Regions from separate parts of the Capsicum annuum genome. Here region 2 is linked to region 1. The links are chromatin contacts, called in public Hi-C maps. All regions are on one chromosome and are shown on one strand. Each heading gives the region's core, a stretch centred on a gene start, on an enhancer-like site or on the middle of the called end of the contact. The rest is flanking DNA. Distances are from core to core; before and after follow the strand shown.

Region 1 (6,552 bases), core at 3,027-5,526:
TTGCAATATTTAGGGATTCATTATAGTTAGACTATGTCACCCCGTCAAGTGGAATATGGCACTTGATAAACCTGCACGTTGGCTGTATTCATTTGTGTTTTTTAATTAAAGATCAAGTGTTTTTGTTTTAATAGAATTGTATTTTTTTGTTTCTGGTAAATCAAGTGACTAGGAGTTCACGGGTTCTAGCTGTGGAAACAACCTCTTGCAGAAATGCAAGGTAAGGCTGCACACAATAGACTCTTGTGGTCTGACCCTTCCTCCAACCCTGTGCGTAGCGGGAGCTTAATGCATCGGGCTGCCCCCTTTTTTTTGGGCTTCACTTTTGGTGTAACGAGGTCCTTTGCAGAAGATGTAGATTCTGTAATTGACATTATTGGGTCACTGTAACCAGTCCAGGAATAGGTTTTTTTATTTTGGGGCGTTCCTGTTGTGCTGAGGGATATTCTTTTGATATAAAATAGATTACCTTCTTCCGGTGAAAAAATTACCAGCTACAGTCATCGGGAAGTACATGCTGAACCTTTTAAATACTCCTAAATGTTCACTATGTAGCAGAAGAATCACTGAGCTCCCTTTGATGACCGTATGATATAGTAATATACATCATTGCAACTATTTAATGTAGTTTCAAGCATTAATAGGCATAAGAGGATGTATTTAACATACTTTTGTGTAGTGTTTTTTCTTTTTTCTTGAGCTGTCCACATGAAATATAAGTAGGTCTGTCTTAATTATTTCTTCCTTTTAGACAAGCAATGGAAATACACGAATTTTTGTCGCTTCTACGTAAATTGTTTGAAATCTGTGTTTAGTTTTGAACATCCTCAGCTGTCTTTCTCTTCATACTTGATCTATTGCAATAAATAAGCAGAGCTCTTGCTTCTTTTTTTTGTTGTTGTTGTTGTTATTCTGTCCTTTGACACAGCCTCTGGCAAAAAATGCAAGGTAAGGCTGCGTACAATACACCCTTGTGGTGGGGCCCTTCCCCGGACCTTGCGCATAGCGGGAGATTTAGTGCACCGGGCTGCCCTTTTGTTGTTATTCTGTCCTTCCATTCTCTACCTTCTCATTTTATATCTCCTTTTAGGGGAGATCGCATCGACACCTGTGTGAAAGGACTCTTTTGTTTGACGGACAGATGGGCTCTGGGGCTTTGTTCAACTGCAAAAGTTGTGAAGGACTTTGTGACTTAGGTCACAAACATGAACCCTGCACTATGCAAACTAAGGCTGGTATTTAAGTGGAGAAGAGAGGGGGTGGGCCCATTACCCCCGAGTTTTGAAGGCTGCAGTTGGTCTTAAACAGATTTCACAGTCATAAAAATAAAGATTTGATATAAGATGTCTGAACTTTGTAATGTGAAGTTTTAGTATTTCATTGTTGTTGTTCTTTTCCTTTTTGATTATAAGTTCACCATAGAATGGTTTGTCTAATGCTTGTCATCCACACATTTATCTCCTAATGACTACTCAAAAACTGCAATGACTCAAACAATGATTATTCTATCAAAGAACACTAAGTCCATCTTTTTTATTAGGAAGTCTAGTAACTTTTGTTTCATGAGGGATGGTTTTGTGACATAAAAAGAACATTTGCATATAGTTCCATTGTCTTGGCTCCAGTTCATAGAAGTAGACAGAGCCATGGGCATCTATCTCTATATAGCGAGCTTTATTGGTTGCCAAAAGCTACTCTTGACCAGGTAATCATAAGACTAGATCCGGTGTTGCGAATGATAGTATAAGTGTATAATCTGTTGATGGTTATACCAACTAGTAAGATCTTAGCTGTTCTTTTCTTTTATTTTGCTCGAATTAGCATGTGGATTACCTATCAAAAAAGTTGCTATAAAAATCATCTCGCCTATGGTATTGACTTGAGACTTTTTCCTTGTGTCATGGATTTTTTAGGCTTCTGCCTTACCATGTGGTAGCGGACTATGAAGCAGAGGAGGATGATAAGATCCTTGATTCTGACACTACTGGCCAAATGCTTTCTCGTTCACAACAGTGGGATCACAACATTGCTGTGAAAGTTTCAGAGTTCACTGCAACATTTGAGAAACAAGTTCTCGCGTTTAATATAATTTCCCGGAAGAGAGATGTTGGAGACTTCCGGTCCGAGGAGAAACTCATGTTAGAGCAGTTACTGTTGCAAGAAGAGAGGAGAAGCCTGCTTGAATTGAGGCAAGAGATGGAGTCGAGGCAAAAGATGGGTCGAGATACTCAGGATCCTAATTTGCAAATGGCAGCTCTTGTTCATGCAGAACAAGCTCGTGCCGAATCACAGGCTCGTGCTGAGATGATGAACCGAGCACCAATACGAGCTAGTGCACTTGGGCCTAGGGGGAGCAATATTCAAATGGGTAATGATATAGGTGAGCATGGACAGGAAGTTAGCCCTGATGAAATGATCAACGGTTGGGGCAACAATGGACATAAAGATGAAAAGGAACCATCTGATGACTTTTTGAATGATGAAGAAACTGATAATGGAGATATAGGTACTCAGAGTGAGTGGCGTGGAGGTGGGGAGTTGGATCTGAACACAAGATGAATCATAGAACTTTCGGTGTTTGGCATTTTCCATGTGAAAAGTGAATACTTGTGTCAAAGTTTAGCATATACTTTGGTGCATTATGTAACTGATTCTACACTTGAAAGTTGGGAAAAGCTCACCATTTAAGATTAGGATCAACATAGGATAGTTTTATTGTGAGTACACTGGAAATGAGTTATGTTCATCTTTCTGTGATCTGCAAGAAAAAAAATATACCACCCCTGATATCCAGATACACCAAAGCTGCAATTTTGGTGAAAATGGTATGCCAGTGCAACCTTCTTCTCTGGCTATAGCAGTCACAAAGACTTGTGTTCTACTATAAAAATTTGGCACATCCGATGAAGAATTCCCAATCCCCACTGATTTTCACCCTTCCTGACTGTCAGTACTTGTCAATAACGTAATTAACCAGCTTGACATCCCTGGTGCAAAGAATGATTTGACCTGCAGGTGAATCTCTTTTTTTTTGAAGTTAAGTGAATGAAATGCATCTTTGTTGGAGTAGGTTGTCATGACTCGTGTGGTGTTTGTCTCTTCCAGTCTTTCTTCTTTCTTTATGGAATTTGAACTGCTGAAAGCTTTTTTCCCCGTACCTGCACAGACCAAAACTCTCTTTGCAGATTCTTCTGTATGATTATCAGCTTACCGAGGATATGACCCTTGATAGAAAGGTGTGGAGGATGCAGATTAGGGTAGAGGGTTAGTGGGTAGGAGTGTGTCCTTACTAATAGGGAAGTGTGCTTTGTTTATCTATGTATCTGTAGTCATAGCGTTGCATGTGTCTTATAGTTTCTTGTTCGTGGTGTTTTGGTGATGTTTGTGATTTCGGATAGATAGTTCATAGTATTACTTTATGGGTGTTTTGTTTTTTTATTATCTAGTGGTGTGTTACCCCATTTTGTTGTTTGTTTTTATATTCTGGTTGCTATACTGTTATTTGTCTGAGCCAACCTTTCTACTTCATTTGAGGTAGTGGTATGGACTACGTACATAGATCCCCACTTTGCGGCAATACACTGGTTATGTTGTTGATTTTTCTGTTCAGCCAATGAGGTAGTCATGTTCCTGAAACTGGGGGTTACTATTCTAGAACATTACAAAGAACATTCTACTCTATAACTCTTAATACTGCCCAAACGCAGACTAGCAAGCGAGATGCAGTATGCCTTTCTACTGGCTGTTATTTGGTAGGAATTATAGCAGATTCTCTCTACACTATTTATCACTCCATCGTGAAGTGAATTATCATCATACTACATATCTTTGATGGTGTAATCAACCACTTCAGGTTTTAAGTACACTGGAAAAGGAAGAGAGAACAACAATGATCAACTTTGTTTGCTTGTAGTAGGCTTGTCGAACAACTATCGAACCCTCACTTAATTGGGAAACTTGTTTGTCCAAGACTGGCCTCACCTGAGTGATACTGGTGAAATATAATTTCATATGGTTTCGTTATTCAACTCATCAATTTCATTACCTCTAAATGTTGCGGGGAGTACTGTACAGCATTTACAATCTGCAAGACAACTAATGGCATTCCACCCGTTCTGTTCTCCAACATGACCAAATCGGAACTGTTAAACGAAATAAATTCAGATTGTACTTTTATTGAAGTCACTATTCATCAAAGATCAACCTGCACCTCTCTGCCTTTCCTCTAATGCTGCGTAATTTCATTCTTTGCAAGAGTTTTCATTGACAGGCAACTATCATCAGTAGATAACCAGTGTGACTTTCCTAACAAACCACAAAAAATTAGAGCACCTTCCAGGCCTTAGCCTTTCAGTTTGCACATGTTTTTCTTTTTCCTTTTTACATCTACAAAATGGCATTAATCCAATCCATACCAATTTAACGACACACTAGTAGGTAATCAGAAAATCCAAGCCAACAAACATGCAAATTCACAGCACTGGAAAATCTTTCTACTTTCATCATTCTCTTTTGTGTATAACAAGTATGCAGGATACAGTATGCAATAAGCAAGTGCCATCAATAATAATCTTCTCTAATTTTCCTTAACTTTCTGCGTGTTAATTAAGGTAGCTGACAGAAAGCAACATAAATGATCCGGTTGTATAAGTTATATCTCTTGAGAATAGCTGCACCAGCTTCAACCATGGAACACCACTGCATTGGCATACTGTCCTTGCTCATCAATTTAATTTCATAGCTGCAAATGATGATGCAACATCCATTGCCTCATCGACTTTTGCTATATCAGTAGCCTGAAGGGAAAAAATTTTAACCAACATGAATATATAAGTTACAAGCAATGGAAGCAATTAAGGCAAAAGATGAATGTCAAGTTTGACAATTTTACAGTGCACGTTATGTGCTTATATTTCTTTCCATTAAAGGGCATGAGATGTATGCAACCATCACAAGGTGGAGTGATGTACCAGTTTTTAAATGAACCTGCTTTGTGCAGTGTGCAAACATTTACCAAAATACCATTAAACAATGCAACTATTTTAAAACGGAAATAGTCAGACCAGGACTGGTTCCCAAAAGTTTCTTCTATTACTACAGAAATAAATAGCATGAAGGTAATCCAAAATTGAGTATGATGCAAACCTGGCCTTGGGCGAGACCACCTTTTCCTCCGCCGCCCTTGCCTCCCAAGGGCTTTAAAGCTGCATTCAACCAGTCTTTAACATTCAACTGCTGGCACTTGTCACCTTTCTCAGGTACACCAGCACAGACCAAAACTTTGTTCGCAGCTTCATCTTTGCTAAATATCAGAACTGCCATACCCTGTTCAAACAATGAAACAGTTGCGATTATTATACATTAAGTGCAAATTTTAGAGTATACGAGATAGCATGTATGAGCTAATAACCTTCTGCTCCATAACTTTGACAACTGCTTCACGGACTGCACCAGTGTCCGAGCCCACGTCAATCTGCAAGATGCAGTATGATTTTCCACCAGAAGCTGCAGCTTCAGCCATTTCTGAGGCAGCTTTAACGGCTTTTTGAATATTCTCTGCAGCTATCTTCTTTTTGGCCTTAATAACTTGATTCTGAAGAAATTACCAGCATGTTACTTTTCTTTCCTAAGCAATGTTATTCATCTTCGGTCACACTAGAAACAGTACATACCTGGAGAACAGAGAGTTTGGCCTTGAGATCAGTTTTCATGACAGTGGGAATTTGTGCCCTCTCCACAGCAGAGTTCAAAGAAGTTACTTTCTGAAATTAAGAAGTAAATGGATTAATTCATCAGATAAGGAACAATAGTAGCAGTAGGAACAAAGATCAGCCAAAGATTGGATAAACTTGAATTGACCAAAGATTAAAGAACAAAAAGATGCTTGATTGAATAGCTTAGCCAGAAACTATCCAGCTCCACGACATCCCTAAGGAGGAAGATACAGTGCAGGGGAGCAATTATAAGAAATAGATGACTGGAATAAAGTATATCTTACTAACAACTCTGCCACATTATGGTTTATACTTCATCAGCGTATGAAACAAAGAAAACAAGCAAGTCTAAAACTAAGATCGAGTAGTTAATTTAAGAAGATCTATTAACTATGTAGCAGGACTGCTGAATGAATGAATCATTCAGTAGGGAGCAACTTTAGAAGTGGGAACAATACGCCGTCCAATTCCATCCCGGGGAAGATACAGCAGGGGATCAAATTTAAGAGATAAATGACAGAATAAAAGCTACATGGTTACTAGAAGCCTTAGCACATTTTCCAGCAGTTCAGTATTATGAAACAAAAAAGGATAGGAAATAGTCCAATGTCTCATTCCCTCTCCACCAGGAAACAAATACAGTCAGAATACACGCCTGCAGAATATAATAATTCAGGGCGAGAAACGCTGTACAATGTGCAAGTATAATTTGGTGAGTTAACAAATATGATTATCATCAGTCAGCTAAAGTTGTGAATTATGGAACTTTAATAAAATTAGGACAAACATCCAGTCTCATGCAAATAGATACACAATCTCAAGGAATGATCAATATTAC
Region 2 (6,552 bases), core at 1,146-3,645, 55 kb before region 1:
GAAATCCGAAAACATGAAAACAGCCATCGTAGCCTGAATTGCTGAGATTAGCTTCCTAGGAGACATTGATTTGAGGTTCTTATTGTAGATAACACCCCACAAAAGCATTGCAGCCTGCCCAAATACTTTAGATATACCCAACACTGACGATTCAATACCTAAATGTTGCGTCTGGTAATAGAACATCGTCCCTGTTAGTGCTGGAATCATTGCATAAGAAGCTGCAAACCAGATAATTGAATAATATATCTCTGGTTTCTGCAATGCAGCTAGAAGCTCCGAAAGTTGTTTTTTGATCCCTCGATTTGATGGGCTCTTGGGAAGGTCTAAGGAGTTCTCATGAATAAATATTGTAACCAAAAATTGAATACTTAAGAGAATGCCAAACATAAGGAACATCACTTGAGGGGAAAAACGATCAATGGCAATACCGCCTGCAAGGTTACCAAGCACTCCACCGACAGAAGAGGCAATCCAAACAAATGACTGGAGCTGGCCTGATGAAGAATTTTGACGATTTTTGGATGATGAACTAGGTGGTTTTCCCAACTCCGCAACCATGGCATCATTGGCAACCTCAACTACCGAAGCACCCAAGTTCCCAAGCAGGAGATATAGAGTGATTGTAAAAAATGAAATATTTGAGGGGGAGAGGAATATAGCAATCCAAGACACCGCCTGCAAAAATGCTGCAACAAATTATAACGAAGTGAGCCCAAATGCATATTAATTGGTATGCCAACAATGAACTACAATAAAAATGCAAAATGACTTATTTCTGGAAACATTATTTTCCAGTCAACCTCCATACACAATGGAGAAATAATAAAGAAGCTCGCGTATTCTTTACCTTCTCCTCTTACTATATGATTACTGCATAAAATTCTTGATAATTAACTAACTTATTAATCAAACATATTATCAGTTCCCAACCTTTGAAGCAAAAGAAGGAATTTTGCAATTTCATATTCACTAAAAATGCACGAAAATCCCGCGTTTACATAGGGTTCGGAAAGGGCAGTACCTTCGGAAGGCAGCCTACCCTAACATGAGGATGAGTAGTTGATTCCACGGCTCGATCCGTGGGCTAAAACATCTAATTTCTGGTGGATCAAGAAAAGTCTAGAAAGCATATACAACCTATATAATAGCATATAACTTGGCAAAACTTCATATTTCTTAAAGACGCCAAAAACTACAAATACAAGTATAACATGAAAGTGGGGCTATAGATACAAATTCATTTCCATGATCAATTTGATATTTTGAACAAAGGGAAACATAAGACTACACAAAAACACACTGCTCATGTCACAAGAAAGTCGTCACTAACAGTAACGCGCTATGAAACAGAAGGAAACAAAGCTAATATTGCGAACAATGGAAACATAAGACAATAAAAACATACAATTAATTACTTGGTGATTACCTTTTAATAAACAATTACTACTTTTAAACATACTCTTTGTTTATTACTACCATTTATACCAACTGCACTATGTATTAAAAGTGAATTACGCATGCAATACAGATGTATTATAATGTTTAATCTTGGGAAAAAAAATTCTATTCCTACATACGGTAAATACTTTCTAAATATAGCATATCTATGTAATTTTCCCAATAACAAGGCTGCTTTTGTGAACAATGGAAACATAAGACTACACAAAAACACTCTGCACATGTCACTAGCAAGTTGTCACCAACAATAAACCAATCAAAGAGCACAAAACAGGGCTAATTAAGTAAAACAAGCAATAGTAGCGCATATGCACCTCCAAAGGCAATATAAGGAACACGATGCTGACCAAAAATGTAAAAAGAATCAGACAAAATTCCATAAAAGGGCTTAGCCACCATAGGGAGATTAGCAGAACTCTGCAGGATCTGTAATGTAGAAGGATCAACCTTAAGCCCATCTTTTAAAAAAAAATTAACAGCCATCCAAGGGAAACACCTGAATCCTTGCACCAAGAACCCTAACCCTAACAACAACTTCCTCATCCCATCACTACCCTCATTACCACCCCCTTTTCTTCTCCCTCTTTGCCTCATAGTCTCAGATGACACCATAACTAACTTAAGAGATCTTCTTGATTTGATGATGATGATGATGTATATGTAGTGTGTCTGAATCTTTTGATTGTGTAGTACAATTAAGGTATCAAGAACCTTAAAAGCTGCTACCTATGACAGCAATTTTTTGGAGGAATCAAAGAGGGTATGATTCCAAGATTCGTGTGTGCGATCCAAGAGTGGGAGAAAGCAAAAAAGAGAACTTTTTTGGGAAGCGTGAATAAGGGTGGCAAGTGGCAACTGGTAAGATTTCCCAAACATTCTGGATACAACAACGTGGCCAGTTTTCACATACACGAACATTTGTACTTTATTGTCCTTCCAATTTTACTTCTCCCTTTTCATTTTACCTTAAATAAACTTATGATAAAAACGAATGGTTCATTTTACTTATTCATTCTAATGAATTTAATAAGAGTTTTTAATTTTTTATATTAAATAATAATAATAGTGAAATTTAGAGTTTCCAAACATAAATTTTACAAGTAAAATTTTTACTACAACTATCTAAATTATATCTTTTTACATTTCTATTTGGACACAGGACATACAATAAAGATAGTGATAGAAAGATTCTTAACGTTTGAGAATGGGCAAGAAGTATCTATTTTTCTACTCAACAAATAAATTGAACTTATAATTCAGTAAACTTTTTTTGAAATGTCAACTAAATATTAAATAAAAAGAGAAGTATCGATTACCTTCTGAACTTGTCACGTTTTATTTATGATATATTTAAACTTTGACTAGTACTAAGTACGTCACGTGCCCCTTTTACACTGATGTGGCAAAATGTTTGAGTTCAACCTCCATCACGCGCGTGATGGAGGTATTTTTATCAGCATTTTTAACGATAAAAAAATGAAAAAAAATCTATTTTCCTTTAATTTTTTCAAAAACTTTAATTATCCCTCTTCCTATTTATTATTCCTCTTCCTCCATTACTTCCAATCTAAAAAAAAAATTCATCCGTTTATTAATTTTGTAAAAGTCCAATTTATTAATTAGTTTATGAAATAAAAATTTCAGCCGTTTTTTAATTTTGTAAAAAATTTGTTCTATTAATTCAATCTAAAACTCCAGTTTCCATTCCTATGAAACTCCTTCAATTTTGTAATCTTAATTATATATATCATATGAGTTATTGTAGCTAAAAAAATGTACTAAATATCGAAGCATATATTGTAAACAATATTAACAAAACAAATACTAAAGAAACTAAGACCATATTTATAATAAATGTAGTTATATTAGTTATCGATTTTTAATCCCTAACGATTTGATTTTCGATTTAACCGATAAAAAAATACTTATAAAATAGAAAAAGTAGTAACTAACATGAAAAGAAACCGAATCTCAGTTGCAACAAAAATAATAATTTAATATAATCTTATTGAGTGATCGATTTACCCAATAACTTAATAAAAAAAATCGAAATTGAATCAATAACCCAATAATTTTTTTTTACCAAATCATTAAAAAATCGTTAACCCAATAACGATAAATCAATAACATTTTTATCGGTTCGATTTTTGTACACCCCTAACTTAAATTACAATTTCTTAATCCATTAATTATAATAAGAAACGTATTTGTGTATGTGAGTCTCCTCAAAATCCTAATTGAAAATTACATGAAACACCAATCGGAAAAAATAATTTCATATTATGAAGCACTAATCGGAAAAAAATAATTTCATATTTTTAACATACAAAAAAAATGTAAATTTTAAAATAATAGCTTACTTGATTGACGAAAATTATACCTTTCACTATTTTGGAGTAGAGGAAAATTGAAAAATATAATCTTTTTAGAGAGAAATCGGATACTTAAGGGTAGAAATGAGTTATTTTTTAATATATGATAAATACAAGGGAAGTGAATGGTATTATCCACGTGAACAACTACATCAACGTTTTTATCCACGTGTCTGTGCGTGTATTACACGCAGTGGACAGTGGGCCGAAAAGGGTGGCGCGACATACTAAAAGAACAAGTTCGGGGGTACTTAGGACTAGTAAAAGTTCAGGTGTACCATAAATAAAACGTGACAAATTCAGGGGGCAATTTATACTTCTCTCTTAAATAAAAGTAATTCTTCTAAATATATATAGAAGTATATTGATTTTTATCTGTCAATAATACTCCTTCCGTCTTAAATTATGTGTCGGCATTTCTTTTTTGATCCGTCTCAAAAAAAATATCGCTTTTTCTTATTTGGTAAGTTTTTAAAGACACAATTACAATTTTATCCTTAGTGGTCCCACTTAATTTTAAATATTAGTATTACTCTTTTTTTATTTATTTTTTCAATTAAAAGTGGTCCCACTCAATTTTAAATACTATTACTCCTTTCTTTAAGAAGGGTAATTTTATAACTTTAACAAAATCAATAATATCATATTCGGTCAAATAACAACACATAATTTGAGACGAAGAGAGTAATATTTTTACCTTCTATCAATAATTTGACGATTTGTGTTCATTAAATTCGACAAAAATAGTAGAAACAGAGTAATCATAAATATCAAGAAAATTTCATCATGTGTAGTTTCATATCAAAAATAGCATAAACTAAACCAAACAAAAATAAAAACTTCTTTCGTTTCAAATTATCCGTCTTAAATTAAGATGATATATTAATTTTAAAAAATAATTAATAACATGTCTAATTTATCATAATACCCTTATTAAATAATATTTATATTTTAATTTTTTTAAAAAATAATTAATACAAAGAATAAAAATAATTTTTTTATCTCTTTTTAATTAATAAAAAAATTAATTAAAATAAAAAATTAAATTAGGAAACGGATAATTTGGGAACGGGGAGTAGAGTAAATAACAAGATCCCATTTAGTCATTCGTAGTGGACACAAAAGTTTAGGTAAAAGATGACGGGGATAGTGCTTTAAGCATGTGACACCTCGTACCACACTTACGAAAGTTTTCTTCATAAGGTGGCAACCTTTTCTTTCCCACTCCAGATGGATATTTTTATTGAAGTACTGTTAAATTTTTTTATTATAATTATTTAATAATTTTATAATTTATTAGATAAATTTAAATAATGTATTTATTATAAAAACTAATTTAATAATTTAACATTATTATGATTCGGATAAAAATAAAGTAAATCACAAGCAAAATACTTTTTCCGTCTCATTTTACGTGTCGCCATTTGATCGGAAACGGAGTTTAAGAAAAAAAAGAAGACTTGGTAAAGTTTACCAAATTATCCTTTATAAAAAAATGTGTCAATATTTTTTTTTTAATTAAGTGGGATCAATAAGGGTAAAAGGGTAATTGTGTCTTTAAAAAGTTGCCTAATAAGGAAAGGCGACACTTATTTTGGGACGGACTAAAAAGAAAATGATGACACATAATTTGGGACGGAGGGAGTAATAAATAAGAAAATATAGATTTACGTGAAAATTTTTGTGAAAAAAATCACAGGCTGAGACAGAGGGTATTTCACTATAATGAAAGGAGAGAAGTACAATATGGAGAATGAGTATTTTTTGAATATACAAAATAACCCACTGAATGCACTTATATAATATATGCATACAAATAAATCCTAGGTCCAAAAACATAAAAGTCAATAGCGCAGAACTTTTAGAATTGAACCATTAAAATTCGGGTCACAACTCTAGCAATCTCCACCTTGACACGAATTCTAATTCATAACTCAAATTCATTTCAAGACAAACTCTCCACCTCTTCCACAAAAGCCCCTAAGGGCATATCATGAACACCAACCAAGTCCAAGCAATGCTCAAACTTGGCACTTGATAGTGTCTTGGTCATCATATCAACAGGATTATTATGGGTACTAATCTTGCTTACCACAATATCACCACGAGCAATAATTTCACGCACAAAATGATACCAAACATCGATGTGCTTTGTCCTCTCATGAAACATCTGATCTTTCGTAAGGAAGATAACACTCTAACTGTCGTAAAAGATCGTAGTAATCTGCAAGTCTTTGCTAAGTTCACCAAACAAACCTTTCAACCAAATAGCTATCTTGAAAGCCTTTGTAATAGTCATATACTTTGCCTCAGTAGTTGACAAAGCAATCGTAGTCTGTAAGGTAGCTTTCTAACTAATAGCACAACCATCAATGGTGAAAACATAGCCGGTAAGAGATCTCCTTTTATCATGATCTCCTGCAAAATCAAAATCAACATACCCGATTACTCCATTTTTATTTCGCCCAAACTGCAAACAAACATCAACAGATCCATGTAAGTATCTGAAAATCTACTAAACTGTTTTTCAATGTTCTTTGTCAGGATTTGCCATGTATCTGCTAACTGCACTGACAATATAAGATAAATTTGATCGGAAACACACCATCACATACATAAGAGACCCGATGACACTAGAGTATGAAACTCGAGACATATAATCATGCTCATCATCTGTCTTTGGAGATAAAGTAACCAAGAGTTTGAAGTGAGCTGCCAA

Evidence for each region. Hi-C and Micro-C count contacts between places; a contact is called where the count stands out from the background.
Region 2: a Hi-C map of leaf shows a contact between it and region 1, with 3 times the contacts expected there. The contact joins the promoter of LOC107862904 here to the enhancer-like site in region 1. A contact is called at or near these places in 4 of 5 Hi-C or Micro-C datasets (bud, leaf and placenta).

The regions. Positions count from the first base shown.
Region 1 is chr3:235,522,020-235,528,571 of UCD10Xv1.1, reverse strand. LOC107862906 (alanine--tRNA ligase) reads right to left here. Exons shown (of 19, transcript XM_047409553.1): 16 at 5,673-5,762; 17 at 5,411-5,593; 18 at 5,146-5,325; 19 at 4,472-4,796. The coding sequence ends at 4,725. It overlaps LOC107862905 (bromodomain-containing protein DDB_G0280777), which reads left to right. Exons shown (of 2, transcript XM_016708616.2): 2 at 1,914-3,461. The coding sequence ends at 2,559. Among protein-coding and RNA genes, the nearest start is that of LOC107862905, 7.3 kb to the left of the region's middle. Within about 2 kb of position 4,276, at least 2 of the 5 cell types and tissues checked have an H3K27ac peak or open chromatin away from gene starts, as enhancers often do. A contact at or near this core is called in leaf, where this site is marked.
Region 2 is chr3:235,575,038-235,581,589 of UCD10Xv1.1, reverse strand. LOC107862904 (probable folate-biopterin transporter 7) reads right to left here and starts at 2,395. Exons shown (of 2, transcript XM_016708614.2): 1 at 1,776-2,395; 2 at 1-689. The coding sequence starts at 2,073.